2 separate regions of the Mus musculus genome follow, and region 2 is linked to region 1. A link is a contact called in public HiCAR-type data. All regions are on one chromosome and are shown on one strand. Each heading gives the region's core, a stretch centred on a gene start, on an enhancer-like site or on the middle of the called end of the contact. The rest is flanking DNA. Distances are from core to core; before and after follow the strand shown. Region 1 overlaps Uggt2 (UDP-glucose glycoprotein glucosyltransferase 2). Region 2 overlaps Oxgr1 (oxoglutarate (alpha-ketoglutarate) receptor 1).

Evidence for each region. HiCAR-type assays count read pairs that join an accessible place to other places.
Region 2: a contact with region 1 is called in a HiCAR-type map of astrocytes, with 4 times the contacts expected there. The contact joins two enhancer-like sites. A contact is called at or near these places in 2 of 115 datasets of contacts at active chromatin or transcription factors (astrocytes and embryonic basal ganglia).

The regions. Positions count from the first base shown.
Region 1 is chr14:119,003,459-119,009,958 of GRCm38.p6, reverse strand. Uggt2 (UDP-glucose glycoprotein glucosyltransferase 2) reads left to right here. Exons shown (of 39, transcript NM_001081252.2): 32 at 865-960; 33 at 1,812-1,896; 34 at 2,632-2,814. Among named protein-coding and RNA genes, the nearest start is that of Dnajc3, 69 kb to the right of the region's middle. Within about 2 kb of position 2,723, at least 375 of the 459 cell types and tissues checked have an H3K27ac peak or open chromatin away from gene starts, as enhancers often do. A contact at or near this core is called in astrocytes, where this site is marked.
Region 2 is chr14:120,015,781-120,022,280 of GRCm38.p6, reverse strand. It overlaps Oxgr1 (oxoglutarate (alpha-ketoglutarate) receptor 1), which reads left to right. Exons shown (of 4, transcript NM_001001490.3): 4 at 1-2,696. The coding sequence ends at 501. It also overlaps the pseudogene Gabarapl2-ps. Among named protein-coding and RNA genes, the nearest start is that of Oxgr1, 23 kb to the left of the region's middle. Within about 2 kb of position 2,135, at least 9 of the 459 cell types and tissues checked have an H3K27ac peak or open chromatin away from gene starts, as enhancers often do. A contact at or near this core is called in astrocytes, where this site is marked.

The DNA of each region.
Region 1 (6,500 bases), core at 1,474-3,973:
CGGGCAGTGAGGGAGTCAGATTCCGAGAGGCTGGAGTTAGGGGTGATTGTAAGCTGTGCAGTGTGGAAGCTGAACTTACACTCTAGAAAAGCAGGGCTGCCAGCAGCCCACCAGTAGTAACTTTAGTGTGAGGTACAACTGTGTCATGTACAAAGTCAGTGTCACACAGCCATGTCAGTGTCACACACCCATCCATCAGTCCAATGGGCCTGCTCTGCTGCCGCTCACCTTGTTTTCTGAGATGGTTGCTTACTGAGTGCAACCATCCATTAACACTGTGTGCTAGACTTGCCAGCACCAAGTCCCCAGGATTCTGCTTTCCTCTGCCTAGCCCTGGGATCCCATCGCTTGACCTGGGCAGGGTTCCACAGAGCAGGCCCTGTGCTCAGTGAATCTTTTTCTGGACCTCTGCAGGCATGTTACATAGTGTTTTAGAGGTGCATGCTTCATGACCAACATCCACACTCCTACTGGAAACCCAGAAACCCTGTTGTCCATGACTGACACTTCTGCTTAATGTATTGTTGCTTCCCACACTATTGGTCATTTAAGATCCAGCACACGAGGTATGAACATGGCAGGCTGTACTTCATTCTTGATTCTCAAAAGAACTCTTAGAAGTCACAAAACTTTATGTAACTATGGAAAATGGAAAAAGTTTAATTTCATTCCATGTCTACAAAAGCTCACAGAGCTCAAATGATACCCCCAACATTTAACATACTATAATATAAATATCTCACAACTGTCAGCACAGATGGCTATTCAATGTAATGGTGTTTTGATGCATATTATTTACATGTTACAGTTATAATATATACTAATAAATGCTAATAATTCACTGTCATGTATTTCTATTACAAGCTTCACAAAAAGTCTGCATAAAGATGAGAAAAAGGAAAATGACATCCTGAACATTTTTTCAGTTGCTTCTGGCCATTTATATGAGCGTTTTCTAAGGTAGGTGAGAAGGTTCTCATAGTTTCAGAAAGTTACACATTTACACAGATCGGAATTCAGCAAAATGAAAGAATGAACCTCAAAAGGAAATAAACTTTTTTTCCCGTTTCTGCCAAAGTATTAGCTTATTTTCATACCCGCCATTATTATTATTTATTATTATTATTATTTATATTCTCTGCCAAAGGCCCCTGGAGGAGCAAATCCACTGGGTTTGTGCGTTCTTCTTGCCTAAATGTTAACAAGGTATACACCAGTGAGCAGCTTGCTTTTTACATGTAAGTTTTAAAATACATTTAAATTTTATTAATTTGATTTGATTTAGAATAGTTTTAATTAATGTTAGAAATGCGTTGAATTTAACAAGATAATGAGAAAAAATATATATTGTAAATTTTCCTTTCCCATGAAGGAATATCATATTTGGAAAAAGAACGAAGTCAGTGGAGAAGAAGAAGATGGTATTCAGAATTTAAAGAATATTTTTAAGAGTTTATATAAAGGACCACAAAGAATGCCTCAGAGATATTTCAGTTCTGATCCTGGTGCTTTAGAGAGCACTTTCAGGGGCGCGCCTCTCTCCTTCACTGAAAGGCCTGGGTAAAGCAACCACATGGCAGAGTCCCAGAATGCACCAGTCCCTTCTCTTCTGAAAGCCTTGTATTGATCACACAGTGGCTCTGTGATATTTGCACCCTTACATCCTTATGCACTGCCTATTGTCACAGCCATAATGTCTGAAGGTGTTTTAGTTTACCTCTACATATTTCACAATGTGTATTCATAAGTCATCATTTAAAGGCCTCTGAATATAAGTTACCCTGTATTTGTCTCCATGTCCTTTGACTTAGGATTATGATGCTTTCTGTTCTGCGGAACACCGAAACTCCCGTGAAGTTCTGGTTTCTGAAGAATTACCTCTCGCCAACATTTAAAGTAAGCACATGGCTATTTTACAATGTGGCTAAAGCTTGATACTAATTTCTTTGTTACCATTGTAATCTCTGAAAACATTTCCCTTTTCAATGTGAGGTTTTTAAATGTGTATTTGCCAAATAGGGCATGGGAGTGGAAAACACATGGACTGAGATGACACAATACAGGATCCGTCCTAGCAGATGCTATCACTAATTAGAAAAACCATTCTCTGGATAAAAACCTTGCAGCACTTCATGGCAAAAGTAATGCCTCTTCAAAACGGGGTTTTCCTTTCTGGTTTGCTTTTTCTCTCTGTTTCTTCTTCGTACGGTGCTTTCGTGCATAACATAAACACTGGTGAGTGCGCAGGTGTAAGCCTGTAGCTTTGCTCTGTTCACAGTAGCCAGGCCCTCCCTCCAGCCAGAAGGTCATTGGCCTAACTACCTGTCTGTCTCAGTTCCTGAGGAGTCTGTTTGGGGAAGCAAGGCAGCAAGCAGTGGGCGTGAGCTGGAGCAGGAGGCTGAGCCACAAGCTTGAAGCAGTCTTTCAACACTCTCAAAGCCCGCCTCCAGTGACGTACTTCCTCCAACAGACACGTCTGCTGCCGCTCCCTCCCCTTCCTCCTTCACACACTCCCTTTCAGCTTGGGAACAAGTTTATTAGAATAGTATTTAAGCAGTTTTCAGTTTCTTTATAATGATTTATAGTAAGCTTCTTCTAAAATGTATTGTTTGATTTGTTATATGTGTCTAGGAGGTAATTCCTCACATGGCTAAGGAATATGGATTCCAGTATGAGCTTGTGCAGTATAAGTGGCCCCACTGGCTTCATCAACAGACTGACAAGCAGCGAATCATTTGGGGTTACAAAATCCTTTTCCTTGATGTCCTTTTCCCACTGGCTGTGGACAAAGTCATATTTGTTGATGCTGACCAGGTAACAAGAGCGATTACTTTTTACTAAAGCTTGCTTTGCATCTAACTGAACATGAACATGAGGATTTGCATTGCTCATTGATTGTCACTGTTAGTTTTTAGACATACACGACACGACATTTTTTATATCCACTAAGAACCTGGAGTTTAAAAACACACTAGCAGAGCGTGCGCAGACGGGAAAGTGTGACAAGAAGTACCGTCTGCGTACAACATGGCAGTTCCTATCTGAAACAGCCATTATTATTATTGTATAATTTGGCAAGTAAAACTAAGACATGTGTACATTATTCGTTATAAAAACAGTTCCATGCACCTGCGCGGGTACGCACGGGTTCCGCGCACCTGCGCGGGCACGCACGGGTTCCGCGCACCTGCGCGGGCACGCACGGGTTCCGCGCACCTGCGCGGGCACGCACGGGTTCCGCGCACCTGCGCGGGCACGCACGGGTTCCGCGCACCTGCGCGGGTATGCACAGGTTCCATGCACCTGCGTGGGTATGCACGGGTTCCGCGCACCTGCGCGGGTATGCACGGGTTTTCCTCTAGCTGCTGACTTGCTGGGAAGGTTAGCGGTGAGTGGTGAGTGTGGCCCTTCTCTCCTGCGTCCACCATCAACAGTGAAACCATCAAGTTTCCATCTGTCCATGACTTACTTAGGAAAGGCTCTAAATTTAGCTGGAGATAATGAAAAGCCACCTTCATTTCCAAATCTGTATGTATAGAATTATTAGCTCATTTCAGGATATTTGTCATCAGTAATCATGAAAATATTTGACAAGTGTACAGAATTTCTAATGCAGGAATACTTAAGTGTTCGTGTATATAAAGTGAATTCACAGGATATAAACGACATATCAAGGACAAAGGTGTATTTTCAGGTTTTATATTAGAATTTGCTGATAAGCATGGAGTGGAGATGGGGGCAGCTTTTTTTCTAAGTCCAGCACTGCAGAGAGTGAGGCAGGAGGATGAGGAGCTCAGTGCAGAAGCACGAATGAGGCCACCTGGAAACAAAAGCCAACCGGGAGGAAAAGACGGCAGAGAAGAGAGCAGGGCCCTTGCCTGGGTGAAGTCTAAGCCACTGCCGTCTGAGCTCTGAGGCCAGAGACTATTTATCACCTCATTGTAGAACAGCAGGGGACTAAATGCAAAAATTTATTGCTGGGCTCCTTACTCTGGTGAGTCAGCAGCCAGAAGCCTCTCTGGCTAAGCTGGTTAACTCTTTGTGAACCACAGAGGAAGGAAAGGAAAAGAATTAAGATGCTGGGGCTGGTGAGATGGCTCAGTGGGTAAGAGCACCCGACTGCTCTTCCGAAGGTCAGGAGTTCAAATCCCAGCAACCACATGGTGGCTCACAACCATCTGTAACAAGATCTGACTCCCTCTTCTGGAGTGTCTGAAGACAGCTACAGTGTACTTACATTAATAAAATAAATAAATCTTTAAAAAAAAAAAAGAATTAAGATGCTGTATACAGGCAAATGTACACAGACGCATATACATTCAAACATTCATATACCCACACTCTGGCCGGGCCCAACTCTTTGTCACAATCAACTCCGAAAATATTCATGCATGCTTACATACGTGCATATGTACCTGCACACATGCATATAAACAGACATACACATTTGGATGGATGGATGGATGGATGGATGGATGGATAGGGCAAAACTCCCCAAGCCAAACTATTCATTCAACTAACAACTTTATTTCATTTCTCTGGCCTTATTATACTTTTAAAAATATTAATAATTTTATTAGATATTTTCTTTATTTACATTTCAAATGTTATTCCCTTTTCTGGTTTCCCCTCCAAAACCCCCCTATCTCTCCCCCTTACCCTGATCACTAACCCACCCACTCCTGCTTCCTGGCCCAGGCATTTCCCTACACTGGGGCATAGAGTCTTCACAGGACCAAGGACCTTGCCTCCCACTGATGACTGACAAGGCTATCTTCTATTACATATGCAGCTAGAACCATGGGTCTTTCCATGTGTACTCTTTGGTTGGTGATTTAGTCCCCAGGAGCTCTGGGGGTACTGGTTAGTTCATGTTGTTGTTCCTCCTATGGGGCTGCAAACCCCATCAGCTCCTTGGGTCCTTTCCCTGGCTCCTCCACTGGGGACCCGGTGCACAGTCCAGTGGATGGTGATTCCTCCAGAACTTCTTTTATTCTTGAGAAGAGTTTTTGCTATCCTAGGTTTTTTGTTATTTCAGATGAATTTGCAAATTGCCCTTTCTAACTCAGTGAAGAATTGAGTTGGAATTTTGATGGGGATTGCATTGAATCTATAGATTACTTTTGGCAGGATAGCCATTTTGACTATATTAATCCTGCCAATCCATGAGCATGGGAGATCTTTCCATCTTCTGAGATCTTCGATTTCTTTTTTCAGAGACTTGAAGTTCTTATACAGATCTCTCACTTCTTTAGTTAGAGTCACAACAAGGTATTTTATATTATTTGTGTCTATTGTGAAGGGTGTCGTTTCCCTAATTTCTTTCTCAGCCTGTTTATTCTTTGTGTAGAGAAAGGCCATTGACTTGTTTGAGTTAATTTTATATCCAGCTACTTCACCGAAGCTGTTTATCAGGTTTAGGAGTTCTCTGGTAGAATTTTTAGGGTCACTTATATATACTATCATATAATCTGCAAATAGTGATATTTTCTTTCCAATTTGTATCCCTTTGTTCTCCTTTTGTTGTCTAATTGCTCTGGCTAGGACTTCAAGTACTATATTGAATAGGTAAGGAGAAAGTGGGCAGCCTTGTCTAGTCCCTGATTTTAGTGGAATTGCTTCAAGTTTCTCTCCGTTTAGTTTGATGTTGGCTACTGGTTTGCTGTCGATTGCTTTTATTATGTTTAGGTATGGGCCTTGAATTCCTGATCTTTCCAAGACTTTTATCATGAATGGGTGTTGGATTTTATCAAATGTTTTCTCAGCATGTAATGAAATGATCATGTGGTTCCCCCCACCCCCCGGAGTTTGTTTATATAGTGGATTACATTGATGGATTTCCATATATTGAACAATCCCTGCATCCCTGAAATGAAACCTGCTTGGTCAGGATGGATGATTGTTTTGATGTGTTCTTGGATTTGATTTGCAAAAATTTTATTGAGTATTTTTGCATCGATATTCATAAGGGAAATTGGTCTGAAGTTCTCTATCTTTGTTGGGTCTTTGTGTGGTTTAGGTATCAGAGTAATTGTGGATTCACAGAATGAGTTGGGTAGAGTACCTTCTGCTTCTATTTTGTGGAATAGTTTGTGAAGAACAGGAATTAGATCTTCTTTGAAGGTCTGGTAGACCTCTGCACTAAACCCATCTGGTCCTGGGCTTTTTTTTTTTTTTTTTTGGTTGGGAGACTATTAATGACTGCTTCTATTTCTTTAGAGGATATGGGACAAGCACAAACACACAGTTTAGGGGAAGAAAAAAATTCAAAAACTAAGATTTTAAAATAAAATTCTCTTACCTTCCCTCAACATTTTCACTAGTATTCTTTTGGCAAGCTTGAGACAATTGAAAAGTAAAACTGGGCAGGAGAGAGGCTCAGGGGTTAGAAGGACTTTGCTCCTCTTGCCTAAGACCCACAGTCAACAACTCCAGTTCCTGGGGATCCAGTACCCCCTTCTGGCATCTATGGGCATTGCACCACATGGCACACAGGCATA
Region 2 (6,500 bases), core at 886-3,385, 1.0 Mb before region 1:
ATCACATCAACCACCCGGACCAATAGGTCTGCTTGCCTTGACCTCACCAGTTCAGATGACCTCACTACTATCAAGTGGTACAATCTCATTTTGACAGCCACCACTTTCTGCCTGCCATTGGTGATAGTGACACTTTGCTACACGACAATTATCAGTACCCTGACTCACGGGCCTCGGACCCACAGCTGCTTTAAGCAGAAGGCTCGGAGACTGACTATTCTGCTCCTCCTTGTTTTCTATATATGTTTCTTACCCTTCCACATCTTGAGGGTCATTCGGATCGAATCTCGCCTGCTTTCAATCAGCTGCTCCATCGAGAGTCACATCCACGAAGCTTACATTGTTTCTAGACCATTAGCTGCTCTCAACACCTTTGGCAACCTGCTGTTATATGTTGTGGTCAGCAATAACTTCCAGCAGGCATTCTGCTCTATAGTGAGATGCAAAGCCAGTGGGGACCTTGAACAAGGAAAGAAAGACAGTTGCTCAAACAACCCTTGAGTAATGCCATTTTCGTCAAGGCCAGAGAGATGGCTCAGTGGTAAAGCTCTTGACATGCAAATGTGAGGGTCTGAGATAGACTCTTCAGAGCCCACATAAATTGTGTGTGGTAGCAACTATCTACAATCCCAGTGCCTCTGTGGTGAGATAGATATGGAGATAGAATCCTTAAAGGCTCGAAGGCTAACTGGCCAGCTCTACACAGTGACTAGCCTCAAAGAGACCTTCTTTCCAAGGAGATAAAAGGGAAGGACCAATGCTTAAGGCTGTCCTTTGAGCTCTACATGTTCACTGTGACATGTATCAGACCTTGACATAAACAGCCACGCATCATTCACACATACATACTTATCAAATATCAGTCTTTCCATCAATCAATCAATCAATCAATCAATCAATTAACACGCCCTGATAATTTGTATATAACTTCCAAGAAATCCTGAATACCCTCTCAGTGGAGCCCACAGTAACTACTGAGTATTCAGGTCATTATGAACCAAAGCCATGGGTAAGGGCCCTTATGAGATCTTTGCAATATGTTTGTTGATATCTTTGGGTAGAGAATGGGCTACACGAGTATCAATAAAGTATATAGAAAGATTAGAAACCATGGAACTCAGAGTATTTCTGTTGCCACCAACTAATTGCCTCCACACAGAAACTAGTGCTCGTACACTAAACCCCGGACCTCCTACAGCTTTAATGCCAAGATGGGAAGGCTCAAACAAACCAGAACCAAGCAAAAGCCAAGACACAGAAATATGTGGCTGAGGCAGATCTACCGCTTTCTGCCACCAGGAAGTGAATATTTAGTGAGGATAACTCCCTGGAACTCAGATGCATGGAATCTGCGAAGATCAAAGCAAAGTATTCCAACCTGGTTCCTGTGATCATGGAAAAAGTCTCTGGCTCTCAGATTGTTGACACTGAGAAAAGGAAGTACTTGGTCCCATCTGACATCACCTTGGCTCAGTTCCTGCGATGATCAGGAAAAGCATCCAGCTGTCCTCCGAGAAGGCCACCTTCCTGATTGTGGACAGGACAGTCCCACAGTCCAGCCTAACTATGAGATAGCTTTACAAGAAGGAAAAAGAGGAAGATGGATTCTTGTATGTGGCCTACATCGGAGAGAACACTTTTGGCTTCTGAGGCCCTTGCTGGGCTAGGCTCACCCTTCCTGCTTGTGTATCTTGTAAATAACTGGCTGTTCTCAGTTACTCCGCCAGAGCCTTCACACAGACCTGCTAGTGCATTTGTAACTGGATTTATTTCTTACTATATGGGAAGGTTTTGTTTCCTTAGATTAGTAAATTATCATACAGGGGAAAAAAGAGTGTTCTTTCATGCCTAGTTTCCTGTGCTTTCAGACTTTGGGGCTTGTGTTCACTGGAATCCTAGATTATCCAAAGGCATCTTGTGCTTTCTTAATGTTTTTACAACTCATTATCTTTACAAGTTTTTCTTCCTTTATTGGTCTGAGTTTTCCTTTCAGCTCTGGCTAGCTCTTTAGACTGAAGGAATACATTAGTTCTTTAGTCAGAAGAAAGACTGTGGAAATGGCCCAGTCAGCAAAATGCCTGCTATACAAGCATGAAGGCTTGGGTCTGGTCCTTAGAACTCACACACAAAAGCCTGATGCAAAGACATGCACTTGGAACCCCAGCTCTGGGCTGGCAGGAGCAGGCAGGTCCCTGGAGGGTGAGGGCCAGCCAGCCTAGACTACTTAGTGAGCTCTAACACAAATAGAAACCCTGACTCCAAAACTGACGAACCACAGCAAGGTGGCCCTCTGGCCTGAGTTTTCAGCGTTGTAGGCCACCTTAACAATTGCTTAATTTATAAATCATATTAAGTTTTATTGGTAATTGTCAACATTTCCTGGGGAAGGAAATTGGTGAAATAGAGCTACTCGTTAGTATCATATATACATTAGGCGCTAAGTCAAATCTAACATTGTTTTGATTTTCATGGGATAGATCTCCAGGAAACACTTATTCTCTTTAGGTATTGTAATCCTTTAGTACTATAATAAAAAATAATAACTGTAGAAATTGCTAAAGTTATTCTTGGGCTATGTTGTGCTTAATTAGTAGTAAATATAAGTCAGTTGATATAAATATTTGAGGAAATGCATGGTCTAGATCTTTTAAACCTTAAAGAATGTGTTGATATGACTAATAAACTTACATACAATTACTCTCTGAATTGGTCATTTGTTCCCACGAAACTGCGTCTTATTCATTAGTGTATTGAAAACAATGGTTCGAGAGCAAAAGGAAGCTTGAAAAATCAGACGTCGAATAATGGTCGGGGCTCAGGGCTTCTTCATAGGAAAGCGATTATCAGACTCTGTGGTTCAGCACTTCGCCCTGTCTCTGGGCAGACAGAATTCGGAAATGCTAGACTGCATTTACCCTATGCCCGCTGTCAGGTGCTAGGCGTGAGCAAAGAGCCAGGACACCACTGAGGATCTGGGAAAAATGCAACCTAAGATGTGGGAGACCAAAGTGCACAGAGGATTTGGAACATCGGGGGTCCACGGACCTGCCGTGAGGAATTTGAGAGCCTGGGGGCTCTCAAACTCTTGGGCATCCAGGCGCCACTGGGTCTCTGGGAGTTGGGAATGGAGTTGGGTCTAAGAGCTGAGGAGGCTGGGACCAGCGGGATGGAAAATCTGGCTTAGATCATAAGTGATTTTTCTTACCTTAGCAGTGGTTCTCTGAGAGAGGAGAGGGGTCTTTCTGAGGGAGACTTAGATGCAGCTCTGTAGATGAAGGCAGTCTCCATGCTCCTCATGGTGGTTCTTGATGAAAGAGACAGTCCTTGGTTTCAAGCTGTTTACTGATTATTCATCGTGGAAAATGGGTGCATACCACCTCCTCAGGGTGGACCAGAGATGAAATACCGTTTGTAGGAAGGAACGTCCAGGAAGGAAAACTTACTGGCTAACTCTCGGGGTCTCTAGATCATTAGTATGGAGAACTCTTTTCTGATCTACGTGACCATAGTTCATGTTTCCATGTAGGGAGTGTGGTCATGTGACAGAAGCTTGTGCGCGCGCACGCACACACACACACACGCACACACACACGTCTATTAGGAAAATGTTTAGAGAGTTTCTTTGGTCCTCTTCTCTCCCCACCAAAGTACAGGGATATAAACATTCTTTTTTTCCTATCTGGCACAGATTGGCTGACTGTATGTTTGGCCTTATTTTGTTATTTCAGGGACCTAACTCCAACACTTAATCCCACTTCCTCCAATTTTTAACATTTTTATTACCCTGGATAATTGACCCTAGCTTCGGGGCATGCATGATTTTCCATTATCCCTGAACACCTCGCTTGATTCAGCTTTTTGTCACTCTGTTAGCTGACCTGTATCCCGCGGGGACAAGCAAACACTGATGACAGTCTGCCCTCCAAGGCCCTGCTTATTGAGCATAATCACAAAGGTCCAAGCGAAATTGAATTCAAAAAGTTGGTTTTATTTTCCAAAGTATCGGGTTCTGGACTAATTGGGCTAGAGGTTGCATTTTGAACTGAATCCCCTCCCCTCCAAAAGGACAGATAATGATACGGGCTACAGTAGGATCATCAAGACCTAACTTCTTACAGACATCCACCGGCAGAGAGTAGATAAGAACAAAAGAAAGGGATCAAGCTGTGTGTATTACAAGGAAACTGCCATGCATGCTCAGCCATGAGGGGAGTGGCGTGGCACTCAAGTCTGGATGCACCTGAGAAAATCCAGAATAAAGAAACTCTGAATGCTGGGTTTCTTTATACAATAACTCCCCCATTTTGATTGTATGAGTGCCTCACAGAAATGTTCAAAACCACAGTTAAAGAAAATCAGAAAACGGATGTCGTACCTTAAACATACATGTCACAGGGATTAATGTCCTAGTGTCTTGTTCTTGTCTTTATCTGTCTCTTCCTATGTCAATGTATTTAGTTTTTGCAACAGTATTTAAGGACAAGATACACACACACACACACACACACACACACACACACACACACACATATATATGTATATATATATATATATATATATATAGAGAGAGAGAGAGAGAGAGAGAGAGAGAGAGCTTTTCTTTTTTTTTTTTTTTTTTTAATTAGGTATTTAGCTCATTTACATTTCCAATGCTATACCAAAAGTCCCCCTTACCCACCCACCCCCACTCCCCTACCCACCCACTCCCCCCCTTTGGCCCTGGCGTTCCCCTGTACCGGGGCACACAAAGTCTGCGTGTCCAATGGGCCTCTCTTTCCAGTGATGGCCGACTAGGCCATCTTTTGATACATATGCAGCTAGAGTCAAGAGCTCAGGGGTACTGGTTAGTTCATAATGTTGTTCCACCTATAGGGTTGAAGATCCCTTTAGCTCCTTGGGTACTTTCTCTAGCTCCTCCATTGGGAGCCCTGTGATCCATCCATTAGCTGACTGTGAGCATCCACTTCTGTGTTTGCTAGGCCCCGGCATAGTCTCACAAGAGACAGCTACATCTGGGTCCTTTCAGTAAAATCTTGCTAGTGTATGCAATGGTGTCAGCATTTGGAAGCTGATTATGGGGTGGATCCCTGGATATGGCAGTCTCTACATGGTCCATCCTTTCATCTCGAGAGCTTTTCTTTTTAAAAGTCAGTGGTAGAACCTGGGCATAGTGGTACATGCCTCTAATCCCAGCACCTTTAATTTAAGGCAGATGCTGATGAATCTCTGAGTTCAAGTCTAACCTGGAGTACATAGTAAATTCCAGGCCAAGTTGGGCCGCATAGAGATACCTATTATTTATTAATAAATTAATTAATTAATGAGTAAATAAACATATAAATAAAATAAGTAAGTTGTGAGTGGTAGAGAATTGCCTGGCCTGTGTGAGGTCCTGGGTTCCATTTCAAGACTATAAATAACTTCTAAATTTTATTTACTACTAATCCATATTTCAATCAAAAGTATGTTTTACAGTTCTCCAACTCAAATCAAAATCAGTATACAAACAAATTTTACAGGTTGTTTTTGGTATACCACCCCTTGAAGATGTATTTATATATTTGTGTGTATGTATGTGTGTATATGTGTACATGTGTGTGTTTGTGTGTATGCATTTGTGTTTCTGTTTGTGTGTGTATGAGCATGTGTGTGTGTGTGTGTGTGTGTGTGTGTGTGTGTGTGCATGTGCGTGCTTGACTTGTGTGCATAGGTGCTCCTAGTGACTAGAAGGTGTCAGATCCTGAGGCAGGAAATTTGACATCTTCTCTTATGGGTCAAGTTCTTGTTCCTCTGGGGTTAACAGCCAAGCTCAGAACTCCAGGGAGGAAGACTACTGCCTTTCTGTTCCATACCTTCCCAAATCTATTTTAGTCCTTAGTCTCTTTTTGCATTTTCTTCAACCAGTAAAGGCCATTTTAATTTTCCTTAGTGTGGCTCTGAGGAATGGGACAAGATATCAATTAACTCCAAGGCCTGGGAGCACTCACTGAGTCTAAACACTCACTTCTGGTGCCAGCTTGCCTGATACAGAATGAACATGAGTGTTGTGAAGATGGAATCATAGACATGTTTGGAGATGAGAGATCCTTCCAACACTGAGATCTTAGAAGAAAAATACATCATAATATGCACTGATATGTTTTAAAAATATATTTTCCTTAAATTGTAAATAAAGTACTAGCTACATTGATGCAAATTGCATCTATGTATTTTAAGGACCTATCTGCATTTATACAAGTTGCAACTGTGTATTTTAAGGACCTAGATACATTGATTCAAGTTGCAACAGTGTATTTTCTGTTTTTCTGTCCTCTATTTCTCATCCAGTCTTATACTTGCTGCCAAATGCATCCACTGAATTCTTAACTTCAGATATCATAATGTTCCATGTGTGGAGTGCAGAGATGGCTCTCTCAGTTGACTGGGTGGACGTGTTTTTGCTTTTAAGCTGTTTTGTCCACGTCCTGCATGTTTCAGAATGGGGTTTTGTTATTTTAAAT